2 separate regions of the Gossypium hirsutum genome follow, and region 1 is linked to region 2. A link is a contact called in public Hi-C data. All regions are on one chromosome and are shown on one strand. The core of a region is the stretch at or near the end of the contact, and the rest is flanking DNA. Distances in the headings are between cores, read along the strand shown.

Region 1 (6,823 bases), core at 3,434-5,933, 48 kb after region 2:
AAAAATCTAAAAGAAACATCATATCAAATTTAAAAGAAAAAAAGTCCTAATAATCATGAACAAAATTAAAATGTAAAAGCTACAAAATTTACACGGACAAAAAATTTGATATCTATTAAATAAAATCTTTAATTGAAAAGGTAAACTATTTAGTTGGTCAATTAATTTTTAGGGTATTTTTATTTGTCATTTAAAATGAATTTTTTTCAATTTCGTCCTTTAATTTTTAGAAAATTATCCAATCATTAAATTAAAAATATGTTTCAATAGAATACATTAAAAACTAGAAGAATAATATTTTTTTTATATTGATTAAAACAACTCATAAGGAATCCATTGTATATTGTGTTAAGATTATAATTAGATCCAAAAAATAATTATAATTAGAAGAAAGTTGGTGCATCATATATGCTATTTTAAAATTTCACTCAAATCACCAATTAAGTCTTAATTTGGTTAGTATTGATATTGTTGCTAGTCTAAGAGGACGTGGGTTTGAGTATGCTGGAGAGCGTTTATCCTCTTATTCAAGGGTTGAGATGAGTTATGCTTATTTCTAAGCATTCTATCAACTTAAAAACTCTAAACTTTGATATTAATGTTAGAATTTAAATTCAAACCATATTTTAAATGAGATTCGAGCTCATTTGTTAAACATAAAATATTTATCTAAATTATAAATTCTCTCAAATATATGATCGGACTTTAAATTAAGACAAATAACTCAAATCTTACATAATTATAATAAAATAAAAATATTTTAGTATACAATGGAATGATTTGACATTATATGAATTGTGAGATATTTTGAAGCAAAGGCTGCCAGTTAGATATTTTCATTTTTGCAAGTATGATGAGTTGCCTTATCCGGTTCGTATGAGAAAAACAGTATGCACGTGGCGCTCATCTGAAATCTAAGATATTTTCGACCGCCGGCATCGTTATCGGTTGGAAATAAGACGGCTAGAGTTGATGTTAAGATTATCTAATTCTTTTTTGTACAATTTATATAATATTATATGATTTTAAAAACCAAAAAATTAATTTATAAATATTATATTTAGAATGGTATTCATCGTTTTAGGTATGGCCTGAATTTGAGTCGCACTAATTGTGTTTGTTATTCGAGTTTTACCCTGTTATTATAATTCACCAAAAAAACACTAAACTTAATTTATGATCATATATTTCTTTTTTGTAAAACTTAAATATCTTATTTTTATGAACAACAAAAATCATTTAAAAATCAATCATGTCAAAATCAAAATGAATTGGTTGATGGAGTCATCAATTTAATCGATGATATATAATTAAAAATAATACAAATCATGACAAAAATAAAAATTGAAACTAGTGGTTTAATTGATTGAGGGAATTTTTGGATGGCCATTTATTTTCAGTGCGGTATACTTAATTTTATTTTTATCTTACGTTATAATATCTAATCTTATTGTTATTACTGTTTTTAAACTAACTGCAAATATACACACTATCCATTTAAAGATACCCTAACTCAATTATATTTTTTTAAGAGCTAATTTTGAAGTTATATGGAAAATGGCTTTAAAACTTTTTATAATGATTAGATCAAGTATGCATGTTTGAGAAATCATGATTTGGAACTGTTTTAATTTTATGGTTGCAGTATCAATTTCAAAAGGATCTCCTATATATTGCATACCAAAAGTATCTATTTTACCAAATTCAAATTTCCTACTTCTCACTTGTTTCATATATGCTTTTAATTTCTTTTTCTTTGAAAAATGATAAGAATATATATATATGAAGAATAATTCACTTATATTGGTATAAAATTTAATGAGTTTTACACTATTTCGTAATTTTTTATATGATTAATATTTTAACAATTCAACAGTTAAATTTATCAATATACTTGTATTTGTTATAAATGTAAAATTTTGAATTGATCTAATATCTCTATCGTATCAATTTGAAATATTATTTATATTAATAAATATTTAAAGATTGGAATTTTTTTATTTTACATAAAATGAATAGTTCTAAATTTTTAATTTATATCAAACTTGACGTGCATGATCTATATAAATAGCGCATAAAATATAACGATTAAAATATTATATTGTTAGCTGTATAAAAAATTATGAAAAAGTGTAAAATCAATTAAATATTACATTGATATAAGTGTATCTCTCATACGTAAAATTTATTATTATTATTTAATTTGGATTTTTAGAATATAGTATAGATCATAATTGAAGCATTGATTGTGCTAGTCCTAATGCTTAAATTTAAGTTCCATCATGTAGCATTGATTGTGTTAGTCCTAATGCTTTAATTTAAGTTCCATCATGATTGAAAGCTTTCATCAATCTGGTCTCAATTTAATTAAAAATTTATTAGAAATTTCATTCATTTTATAAATAATAAACATTATTATGAGAGTATTCTTGTCGTTTTATAATTTATGTAAAATTTAAAAAAATGTATATGATGAAATTTGATCCTAAAATACTATGATTTTTAATATATTAACTTTACAATTTGAACAAACCTCGATTATTTGTATATTATATTTTTATAAATATATTTATTATATAATTTCTTCTCACAAGGAGTTGTACCATAAGTTTTCTAAATTTTTTCTGATTATGCCTTACCTCAATTTGCACCGTTGTTATTGCAATTACTAAACGAACATAGATTCAAATACATTTAAACACGTATTTTCTTCTAATTTAGTATAAAAAATCCTTTAAATTTTCCTTTAATTTTATTTGAAAAAATTAAATAATATAAATCTATCAACATCCACTAAAATATCTTTTCTTTTACACAGCAAAATATTACTAGATATTTTTTGCTTTTCTTTTTTATTATGTAAATCATGTTCATTAACAAAAATATTAGAGGAAAATATTTTTGCATTTTTTTGGGTCTTAATCAAGTGATATTTAATCTATTATTTTATTTTAAAAATATTTTTTTTCGATAAACACTAGTTGAGTTAAATTAAAGCTCGATCTATTTTAAGTAAGATCTCGAATTTAAATCTTATAAATAAAAAAATAATATTAAAATTTTTTTATCACTATTTAAATATTCAACCAAACTCGAATTTAATTTTAAAAAATCCAATATAATTACTGAATCCTGAGAAAAAAAAATATGTTTATTCACATTCATGCCGAAATTATGAGATTCAATTTTTCATTGATCGCAACCAAAAGCTAAATTATTGCTGAACCTATGGCTATGGACCAGCTTGAAAGGTTGGCAAAGCATGTTTAGAGAAAATAAATATAAATAAATAGTGCTTAAAAATATATATATATAAATAGTGACATTTGGAGAACACTATTCATGATGAAGCAATTTGCCATCTAAAAGTCAAAAAGTTAAATTTTGGTCCTAATTTTAGTGATGCAATATCTGAGACCCTAACTCAAGTCCTCCAACCACGTAAGCTTAAAATTTTCTTTATACTTCTTTAATGGTTTAATTTTACTCTCAAACCCTCTACTTTCGAATTTTTAAAATTTAACCATACTTTTTTATCATAATCAAGAGTATCCACTATTTGTAGCAGTAACTAATTCTCTTGTCCCAGGTGCTCCTCGAAGAGGTAAATGGTTGACCATGAAATGTACTCTATTCTCATGAGCAATGATAGAACCTTCGACCACATGATTAATAGATAAATCGTGTAACTTTTAACTCTAAAAATTTTATCCCTCTATCTTATTTGATTTAAAAATTGAAGTCCAATTAATAATAACTTTATTAAATTTGAATGTGTGAAATTAATTGGATTTTAATTTTTAAATCAATACGTGGAATATTAAAATGCCTCATATTTGATTTTAACAAAAATCCACTAAAATTGTGCTGAATTGAACTTTAATTTTTAACCCAAAGTGATTAAATTTTTTAAAATAAAAGAAGAAATAAATTAAAAAGAGAGAGAGTATATATTAGTTTAATAAAATATTAATATATATATTTTAAACTTTTGATATACAATAATCATATTGAATCTCGATTAAATCTAAAGTCAAGATAAACTATAATCTTATAAAAAGGAAAAGCTCTATTATATATATATATATATATAAACTCGAATCCAAAACTTTATTAGATTATCATAGCTATATCTATATAATAATTTAGGGTTAATCCATTTTTTGGGGTTGAACTTGGCGGTAGTTCCTACATTGGGACTTAAATTTTTCTTTTTTCAAAGTTATTCTCCGAACTTGATAATTATTCTCATATTAAGACATGAAGTAAGCAGTTGTTCACACTGGGACTTGAATTTTTTTTTGTCCAAGTTAATCTCTAAACTTAGATAAATAAAATTCAAATCTCAATATGGGTAGAGATGAATTTAAGGGGACAAGCAGAGGCCTTGCCCCCCAAAAATGAAAATTATTTAATTTAATCCATCTTAAATAATGAAATTTTAAGTTAATATATGGTAAAATTGAACTTTGACTCCTAAAAATGAAAAATTAATATTTAATCCTTTTAGAAATAATGAAATCATAAATTAATAAATGATAAAATTATATTTTTACTTCTCAAAAATTTATAATTTTATTCTGGCCCTCACTAAAAAATTTCTAGATTCGTCCCTAAATATGAAAATAATTGACAAGTTCAAGGAGTAACACGAATGAAAAAAATTTAAACGAACAATCACAAGATTCAGGGACTAATATAGAAATAAAAAATTTCAAGCCTCTATGAAAAGTATCTGTTATCTTCTGCCTATCTCTCGTTCCTTCGTCTGATCCTTAACTTGTCGGTTTATTTACTTACTTTCCATTTTTCTAGATTTTCTCTTTTATTTTCCTTCTTTTTTCCCTTCGTTTGTTTTTCTTTGATTTTGATCATCAAAAAAGGCTTCTTTCATAACACAAGCTTTCCTTCAACTTCCAAAGATTCGTAATTCTCTAAAAACTTTGCTCTGATCGCTGATCAAAATCGACCCTTTTGATAATTTCATCTCTATACTAACACTTAAAGAGTCTTGATTTTTATCTATAATTTTTTCATTTAAAAAAATAATTTATGCTTTAATTATTGTAATTGAGTGTTGATCTTTGATGGGTTTTTATTTTTCCCTTTAAAGATATGATCTTTACACAAAAAATATCTGATATTTGATATTTTTATTTGTTTCAAATTGTGGGGTAGGTTCTAAAAGAGGGACCAAAAAGAAAGATGGTTTGTTTGCAAGGACCGGTGATTTGCCCCGCCGTTGATAGCAAGCAAGTTGGGGTTTATACGCTGCCGTTTAATGGGCCTTTTCCGAGGTCTAGATTGCATCAGAGTGATATATGGGGATATAGAGGGATAGTTGATGGAAAAGGTAAGCCACGTGGCATTTCCGGTCACCTGAAACGGCGGAGGAGGTTTAACACCACGGTGCAGTGTATTTTTAGTTCATCTTCCGATGGGAATGGAAGTATGGCTGAGAATTTCAATGAAAACAATGAAGATTATGTTAATTCTAGTGTGGTTGAAGCTGGTATGTGGTTTTTAAGCTAATGAATTACTTCGTATTTGATGTTATTGTCATATTCGAATTCGATATGGACTCGGGTTTTATATGTAGAGAATTGTTGATGTGTTGTTGTTGCTGCTGTCAGTCATGGAATTCGATATAGACTTGGGTTTTGTATGTAGAGAATTGTTGATATGTTGTTGTCGTTGCTATCTTTGAATTCGATATAGATTCAGGTTTTATATGTAGAGAATAGTTGATATGTTGTTCTTCGAATTCGATATAGATTCGGGTTTTATATGTAGAGAATTGTTGATATGTTGTTCTATGAATTCAGATATAGAATCGGTTTTTTGTATGTGGATAATTGTTGATATGATATGATATGTATGTCTGTTTCATATGTAGTTGAGGTGAGGAGCGGAGCTGATGGATTTATGATCAAAATGAGGGATGGTAAGCATTTAAGATGTGTCCATAACAATCCTCAAGGTGGTCATCTTCCGGATTATGCACCACATCCTGCTATTGTTCTGAAGATGGAAGATGGGACCGGTCTTCTTCTCCCGATCATTGTTTGTATGTGATCATGAAACTTGATCCTTCTATCTTTTGGCTCTGTTTATTAGCTTTTATTGTTGACGTTTGATTTCAATTTCAGTGGAGATGCCGAGTGCGTTGCTCATGGCAGCATTACGTAATGTCCAAATTGTATGTTATTGCTTTCTCTCCCATTAAGTTAGGATTGGAATCGGTTTTGTATTGAATATGAATGCTAACATATGTTTTGACTATCATTTCCAGGCTAGACCTACTATGTATCAAGTAGTGAAGAACATGATTGACAAGATGGGCTACACGGTACAGTTCATTTCCGCCACCATATTCGGACTTATCTTCATTCATTTGAGATCTGATTGTGAATTCATGATGTTTATGTCGGGTTTTTGCAGGTAAAGCTTGTTCGAGTTACTAAAAGAGTACACGAGGCCTATTTTGCACAGCTTTATCTGACCAAGGTATACATGTACTTCAATGTTGAACTTCTGGTTCCACTATTAGCACATTCGTGTGACATTTAACTTGGGGATATTCTTGTATAGTCTTCATCGACTCATGTTGGATGATGTTCTTACAGGTCGGTGATGAGACAGAGTCTGTCTGTTTTGACCTTCGGCCTTCTGATGCCATCAACATTGCCGTGAGGTGCAAGGTACTCGTTACGCGTTATTTTTTAGTATAGTTTCTTTTTGGTAAAAGTATCATGGAGGCCTCTGTAGTAGGAGTCGGATTGCGTTTTGCCCCCTCTAGTCATAAAATGGGTAAATTAGTCCC
Region 2 (7,230 bases), core at 883-3,382:
AAAAACCATTGGAAAAAAGAAGAGATGGAAGAAAAATTAAAAAGAGGACATGAATAGTTTTTTTAGTTAAGATTTAAGTTTAAAAAATTTAATTAATTAATTTTTTTAATTAAAAATCTATTTTCATCCCATTTAGAAATCCAAGTTGGCACTTAAAATCTAGTTGGACTGCCACGTAGGATTACCGTTAGAGAGATAACGAAACTTAACGGTAGAGTGATCACTTCGTAACAAAATAATAACATAAGTGACTGAAACGTAACATTTCAAACATAAGTGACTAAAATGTAACCTAAGGCAAACAAAAGTGACAAATTTTTTAAATTACCCTTCTTAATATTATTAAGAAATTATGAATTTTCATCAAATTAGGTTCTAAAATTCGAATTAAACAATAAAAAATTAATATCGATATCTTCAAAAATTAAAATGTATAACTTTTACTAAATATATTTACCACAATAAAAAAAATCACAAGTACTATGTTACCAAAAAATCAAATTCAATATATGGTGGAAATATATGTTTTTGAAAGGAAAAAGTGGTACATATGGGTAGGTTTATAAAAAGTAAGCAAATTTTATGATTTCGAGAAAAAGAAAAGAAAAAAGAAAGGTAGGTTTGATGATGGTTCATAGTTGGGTATTCTTTTAAGTGGAGAATTTTAGAAAATGTATTTTATAAAATAAATTATTATTTTAATATTGGACCTATTAATTATATTTTTTTCAGTAATTTGTATCTCATGACATTAAATTTAATCAAATATTTTGGTTATTAATATAGATTATTATTTGAGTTAATGTTTCAAACTTCGAATAAGACATTACGTGTTTAATTCTTTTGAATCTGCATAATAATATTATTGTTAATTGAGAATAAATAAAAATTTTTGTATTAGGGGACGAGATTAATGTGTAAATTTTTAAAGTAAAATTGTCAATTTTACTAACGTTTCAACAAATAACTTAAAGCGTATTTGAAGGAACGAGGTCAAGGCCATTTCCTTGGCTCTTAAGTTTACCCTTGTGCCAATTAAATTTGAATTAATACTTAATCAGTTAAATATTTATTTAAAATTATAAAAAATAAATTTATGATAAATATTAAATTATTTGTGAGTTAACATATAGATTAATCTTTTAAATACAACATTTAACAACAATATAATTCTTCTTCAAAGTAAATTAGATATAGCTAAATCAATTATTGAGCGAACATATGAAATAGTAGTTAAAATTTTATTAGACGTCTATTTGACATAGATTTAAACCGTGCAATTCATCTCCACTCCAATAATAAAAAATAAAAATAAAAATAATTAATAAAACTATTTTTTTAGTGAATTATAATAACAATTAAGACAAAACTACAAACGTGACTAGTGCAACTTAAATTCAAACCGCATTTAAAATAATAAACACTTTTAACCATCAGATCATCTTATATAGGATTCAACAAAATTATTTTTTAAACTTTACTTCTCTATTAGGTTAGATGCAAATTTCAAGTTGACCCTCTAGTCATCATGTGCGCCTATAACTTTTTATGGGTCACAACTCACAAATAAAATAAATAATTAATAATATATATATATATATATTTAATTTTTCAATTAGATTTAATGTAAATTTCAATTGAGTTGCCACCTAAGATGCATATAAACCCTTTAAATATCGTTTAAAAATAAAATAATAGATTTGAATTTAAAAATAAAAAATAATTAACACAATAATTTTTTTAAAATTTTTATAATAAGTTGGATATATGTCAACTTTTTAAGTTGATAACAAGAGTATTATGTTATAGTTGATAACGCATGAGAGTTTAAGTTTGATTATAAGTATCTTCATTTCACCTTTAATTATTAAATTATAATATATTTTTAATTTTTTAATATTATACAATCAAGAGAAATTACTCAAATAAAGACATACTATTTACTGTTTAAAAACTTTGAACCTACATAAATCATATGAATGAATAATCCTTCACCACCCAGAGTTATCATCATTATTTTCATTATTATTGTTGTTGTTGTGCATTCAAAGTCGAAGCGGGATTTGCCCAAAGGAGGGATGGGCTTTACTGCCCCAAAAAGAAAGATAAAAGTAGATTTAACCAGAATAAGTTCTTAGCCCACTTCTTGTACTCATTGCATCAATGATAAGGTTTCCACTCTATCAAATAACGGGCCACCAATGATTATCCCTATCTTTCTATTTCATCACTAAATCAATCATTTCATGCAAATAAGTTCAATGAATGAGCAGTTCCCCTCTTTAATTTTATAGTTGAGCCAATGAGTACTTCCCACAATTGGTAAAAATGAAATTTTTGAATTTAATCATGTTATGTGTGAGGGTTTAATCTGATTAGTTAATTTATAATCTGAATTGTTCTAATTCATAGTTTATTTATACAATCAATCCTCCCATTAGGCAGACTTTGAATTTGAAACTTTGAAACCTTTAGCCAATATGCTAGAGATAGTGTAGAGAAATTTTAAATTTTCTAAAATAATTTTTTATGATATTTAAAGTAATAGCTTTAATTGAATAATTATTTATGTGTCAAAGTTTAAGTCGTCAAATTCTTTGAGAAGATAATTGAACTTTTCGATAAATTCAAATCAAAATTTAAACTCTTTAAATTTTCAATTAATTGATCTTCTATATTTCCGTACCCACAATTACTTAAAAAGTAAACTCTAATGTGAAAAGCCATACATAAGACAAAATGAAAACTTCCTCGAGGAGGGTTGTTTAAACTTCTACATTTTAAGCCAAAAATTTTAAGCTCTCTAGATCCTTAAGTATAATTGCTAGATTACTCCTAATTTAGAATCCAAACACAAGTTATTTGAGTGCAATAAAAATATTCAAATAAAATACATTGCTTTGGGTTGTCAAGACGAAAAATTAGAGTGTTTCTTGGTTTGAATGTGGCCTTTTCATTAGTTTTGTAAGGTGTGTGATTGTACTTCGCTGCAGTGTAGTTGAGATTTCAGGGTGTTGGCTTTTGTATAACCTTTGTTCTACTAACCTTTCGATTAGTCTCCTATTTTGGGTTTTAATAGAAATTTTATTTTGGCTGAGAATTTTTTTTTGCAGAGTTTTCCGTTAGTATATGGGCATTAATGAATTTCAACAAGTATATATATATAACATAATTTATGAAAAAAAATTTATTCTCAATCATATATCTAAATTAATTAAATCCGAGATGGCATGATACAATTAGGTCTCATAAGGGATAGCCAATAGCTTACTTAAGGAGAATGTCTCCCATGACATCATCCCATTGCCCTATTTGGGTCCATCCCATTGCCCTATTTGGGTCAATTTGATCGAATCTGACTAAATTTTTCGAGCCATCTTCTCTTTTATTTAAATAAAAAATTGAGCTCGAATATTTAAGTAAATAATTAATTAAATAAATCTCAAAATTAATTATTAATGAAATTAATTAATTCTAATCAAATAATTTATACAATCCAATTCTAATTTTGATAAAATAATGATACCATTAATATATTAGAATATATGTGCATTCTCATTTAATTATATCATTACAAGGCAACTTATTTCAAGCTTTAGTCTATTGAACTTGTTGTATGTGTTACCTTTTTTTGGATATCCATGATTCTTTAATGTTAAATTTGTTCAGTTTTATCTCACGGTTGACATTGTATTGTCCATGGTGAAAAATGATCATTTGTCCTAGACAAATGACTCACAGTCATGTTTTGAAGAATTTCCATCCACTTCTCTTCCGAGATATCCTCTTTCCTTTGTAAGGCCTCCTCCTCTTTTAACGGGGAATAACCTTCGAAAAAGACCCGATAAGAAACCTTGTCTACCTTCCAAAAGTGCCCATGAAACCACACCATCAACAGTTGTGCACATCCAATAAACCGCCCCTCGCCTATCTTCCGACACGTGCTCAAGGATCTGAACGTCTCAGCCAATATCACTGGTACAGGTGTGATTCCCTTCTCAAGACAATCGAATAAGTCAATGACTGCCTCGTCCACGTGCCTCAAAGCCTTAGGAAAAATTACCAAGCATAGATGCTTTAGGCGAAGATATCAACCCTCTTTCTTTCATCTGGATGCGTTAAAATCAAATCTCCCAAGTTCTCCCAAGGGATACATTTACTATCTCCCTTTTGTTGAATCCGAGCAGTGACCCAAGGCTCACTCATCCCTGAAATGTTGATCAATTTCTTCACGAAACTCTGACCACAAAAAACCCGGGCATAAGTCTTTCTGACCTGAATTTTTGGACACCTGAGCAGAGTAGTGTATTCCTCCATGGTAGGTACCAAATCCACTTCTCCAAAAGTGAAACACTTGTAAGCAGAATTCCAAAACTGCACTATAACTTGGAACAGATGTTTATCCACTCTAATGTCTAGCAAGTAGGATATATCACCATAGTTTTGATAAAACAACTGCTTGGTCCCTTCATCCCAATTAGCCCAAATATCTCTCAACTCTTGCAGCTCATTCTGTGCTACATTGACGCGAGTGAATTCCTGCAACTCTGATATATATCCTTATGCCAAGCTATCCCCTTTCTCTGATTGTAGCTTTTCTGACCATGCACGAATGGCCGTATTATCCTCGACTTTACTAAGAAATTCATTCTCCATGTCAAACTTTCTAACTTAGTAATTGAATACGAATCAACACGTTCTTTAGTATGCAATGTCATGCAAAACACAATCAAAACAAAACACAGGTTAGTATCAAATGATAGTGATAAAATGCAAGCACATAAACGATAATTACAACGCATATACAGGTAAATACTAAGGCTTGACGCGGCTCCACCCAAAGATAGCTCCTAAGGTTCACTACATGTGGTTCGGTTCTAGAGATAAGGTACCCAAACCAGCAGATTCCTCAATCTTCACCCATTATAGGCTCATATAGATCGAGTTTGGTTTAGGGGGATACATTTCCCTATAACCATGCGGAGATGAAAATCTCACGAAATCATAGGTACGGATGTACCCCGGAAGCAATCCACTTGCCCATGCGGAGGTGAAAACCTCACGAAAGCATAGTTTCTTACTCCCACTTAGAAGGTGTGGCCATAGTGGTCATGCAATGCAATGTAATATTGTTCTACGAGACCTGAACCATAACAACCACACAAACAAATGCATTTGGAAGACACATGATTTTTAAAATAAATCTTCGATTTTTGATAAAAAGACAGGAAACAATCAATTCTATGGCTCAACTCTCTCGATCGATCCCCAGCGGAGTCGCCAAGCTGTCGAAACCATCTTTCAAAAATTTTAAATTTAATGAAAAAATGGGGAATCGACTTTTTGAAAATAAAACATGGAGTCGCCACCGACCTTTTTGTTTTGGTGTGATCGGATCACCTAAGAATTTGGTTATTTTAATAAAACATTTTTGTTTACTAAAACAACGATTTTGGTTTACGAACTTTTGAGAAAACAGGTTCGGGAGTCGGTTGCGCATGAGAAAGGATTAGCACCCTCACTACGCCCAAAATTGGTACCAAATCGATTAAATACTATCCTTATGTCTAAGATTTAAAAATATTTTGAAATGTGGTTCCCTTTTGATAACATTTGAATAACCCGAGTTGGTCATCAAAATCCTCTTGTTTCAGAGGAATATAGCATCACATCCAGCACGATAGGACATGATCCTTTATACTCTCGAAAACATGATAAATTTTAACTTCTAAAAATTTATAAGTTGAAAATTACAAAAGGATGCCTGATTATTTAGTTCAATGTAAAAGCGAAACCCAACACAGTAGGGCACGATTCCTAGAATTTCTAAACATGAGTGAAATTCTAAAGGGGATATTCGATTATTTTGAACCAACAGGAAATCGCAAGCCAGCACGATAGGGCACGATTCCCCGAATTGCCAAACATCAAACATCACATTCGTTTTATAGAATCTTTAAAGACATGGGTGAAATTCTAAAAGAATATTCGATTATTTTGAACGAACGGGAAATCGCAACCCAGCACGATAGGGCACGATTCCCGAATTGCCAAACATCGAGTATTACCTTCGTTTTAAAGAGTTTTTAGAAAACATGAATGAAATTCCAAAAGGACATTCGATTATTTTGAGCAAACGAGAAATTGCAACCCAGCACCTTAGGGCACGATTCCGCGAATTGCCAAATATCGAACATCGCCTTCGTTTTAAAGGATTTTTAGAAAACATGAATGATTAAAAAACTAGCTTAAAGCGCATTAATGCGTTTTGAAATAAGACGAAATTAATCATAAAAATTTGGATTTTATAAAACCATATTTCATATACCAAATGGAAAACAATGATAGGGGATAATGTACACACATAAGATACAATCAATTAACGAACTAACAATTAAGTATAACTAACCTAAAAATATAATCCGATTACAATCATGCACGGGAAATAATTGATATCATAATACAATGACGAAAATAATAATATAACAATTCAACACAACCAAAACAATACACACAATAATATGCCACAATAATATACATAGCATGATATAAAATAATCAATGCAAGATGTAGAAAAACAACGTAGCAATTAGAAGCTAATGTGCCATAACGATTTTAAAATAATAACGAATAAATGGACACATAATATATAGGTTGACAAATTTGTATAAAAAACTAGGAATAGATATATAATTTTTGAAATGGATATTATAGAATAAAAGTTTGAATCAAATTGCGTGTAAAATATTTTAGACACAAATTCATTTAAAAGTTGACAAAGTACATGCTAATTTAAATAATATATAATACAAAAGAATAATAAAGATATATGACAAGACATAATACACAAAATAGATTTATAAAACATATGTACATGCAAATTTATTGTAAAAAAATGAGATTAATAATAATACATATATAAATTTTAAGTTAGTCTAAAAATTATACATACCCTTATATCAAAACATTTAAATAATAGGCTATATAAAACACAAGAAGCAATATAATATAAAGATATATTCAAGAATAATAATTTTATAATTACAAAAAAATGAAGTTTCTAAAATTATTTCATATATACATAAAGAAAATACTTGACAAATCATAAAGTAAAAAATGTTTTTAAAATAGAAAAATCTATTAAAGTAATAAATGTATTAATATATATACATATAAATCTAAAAGTAAGTATATGTAAATTAACATAGAAATGATAATATGTATAGGTTT

What was found. Hi-C and Micro-C count contacts between places; a contact is called where the count stands out from the background.
Region 1: a contact with region 2 is called in a Hi-C map of hypocotyl, with 3 times the contacts expected there. The contact joins the promoter of LOC107943432 here to the enhancer-like site in region 2. A contact is called at or near these places in 6 of 34 Hi-C or Micro-C datasets (anther, callus, fibers and 2 more).

Annotation. Positions count from the first base shown.
Region 1 is chrA06:716,159-722,981 of Gossypium_hirsutum_v2.1, forward strand. It overlaps LOC107943432 (bifunctional nuclease 1), which reads left to right and starts at 4,684. Exons shown (of 11, transcript XM_016877188.2): 1 at 4,684-4,782; 2 at 5,179-5,512; 3 at 5,897-6,067; 4 at 6,150-6,199; 5 at 6,293-6,349; 6 at 6,442-6,507; 7 at 6,627-6,701. The coding sequence starts at 5,206.
Region 2 is chrA06:671,004-678,233 of Gossypium_hirsutum_v2.1, forward strand. No RefSeq gene overlaps it. Among protein-coding and RNA genes, the nearest start is that of LOC121231206, 19 kb to the right of the region's middle. Within about 2 kb of position 2,133, at least 3 of the 9 cell types and tissues checked have an H3K27ac peak or open chromatin away from gene starts, as enhancers often do. A contact at or near this core is called in hypocotyl and leaf, where this site is marked.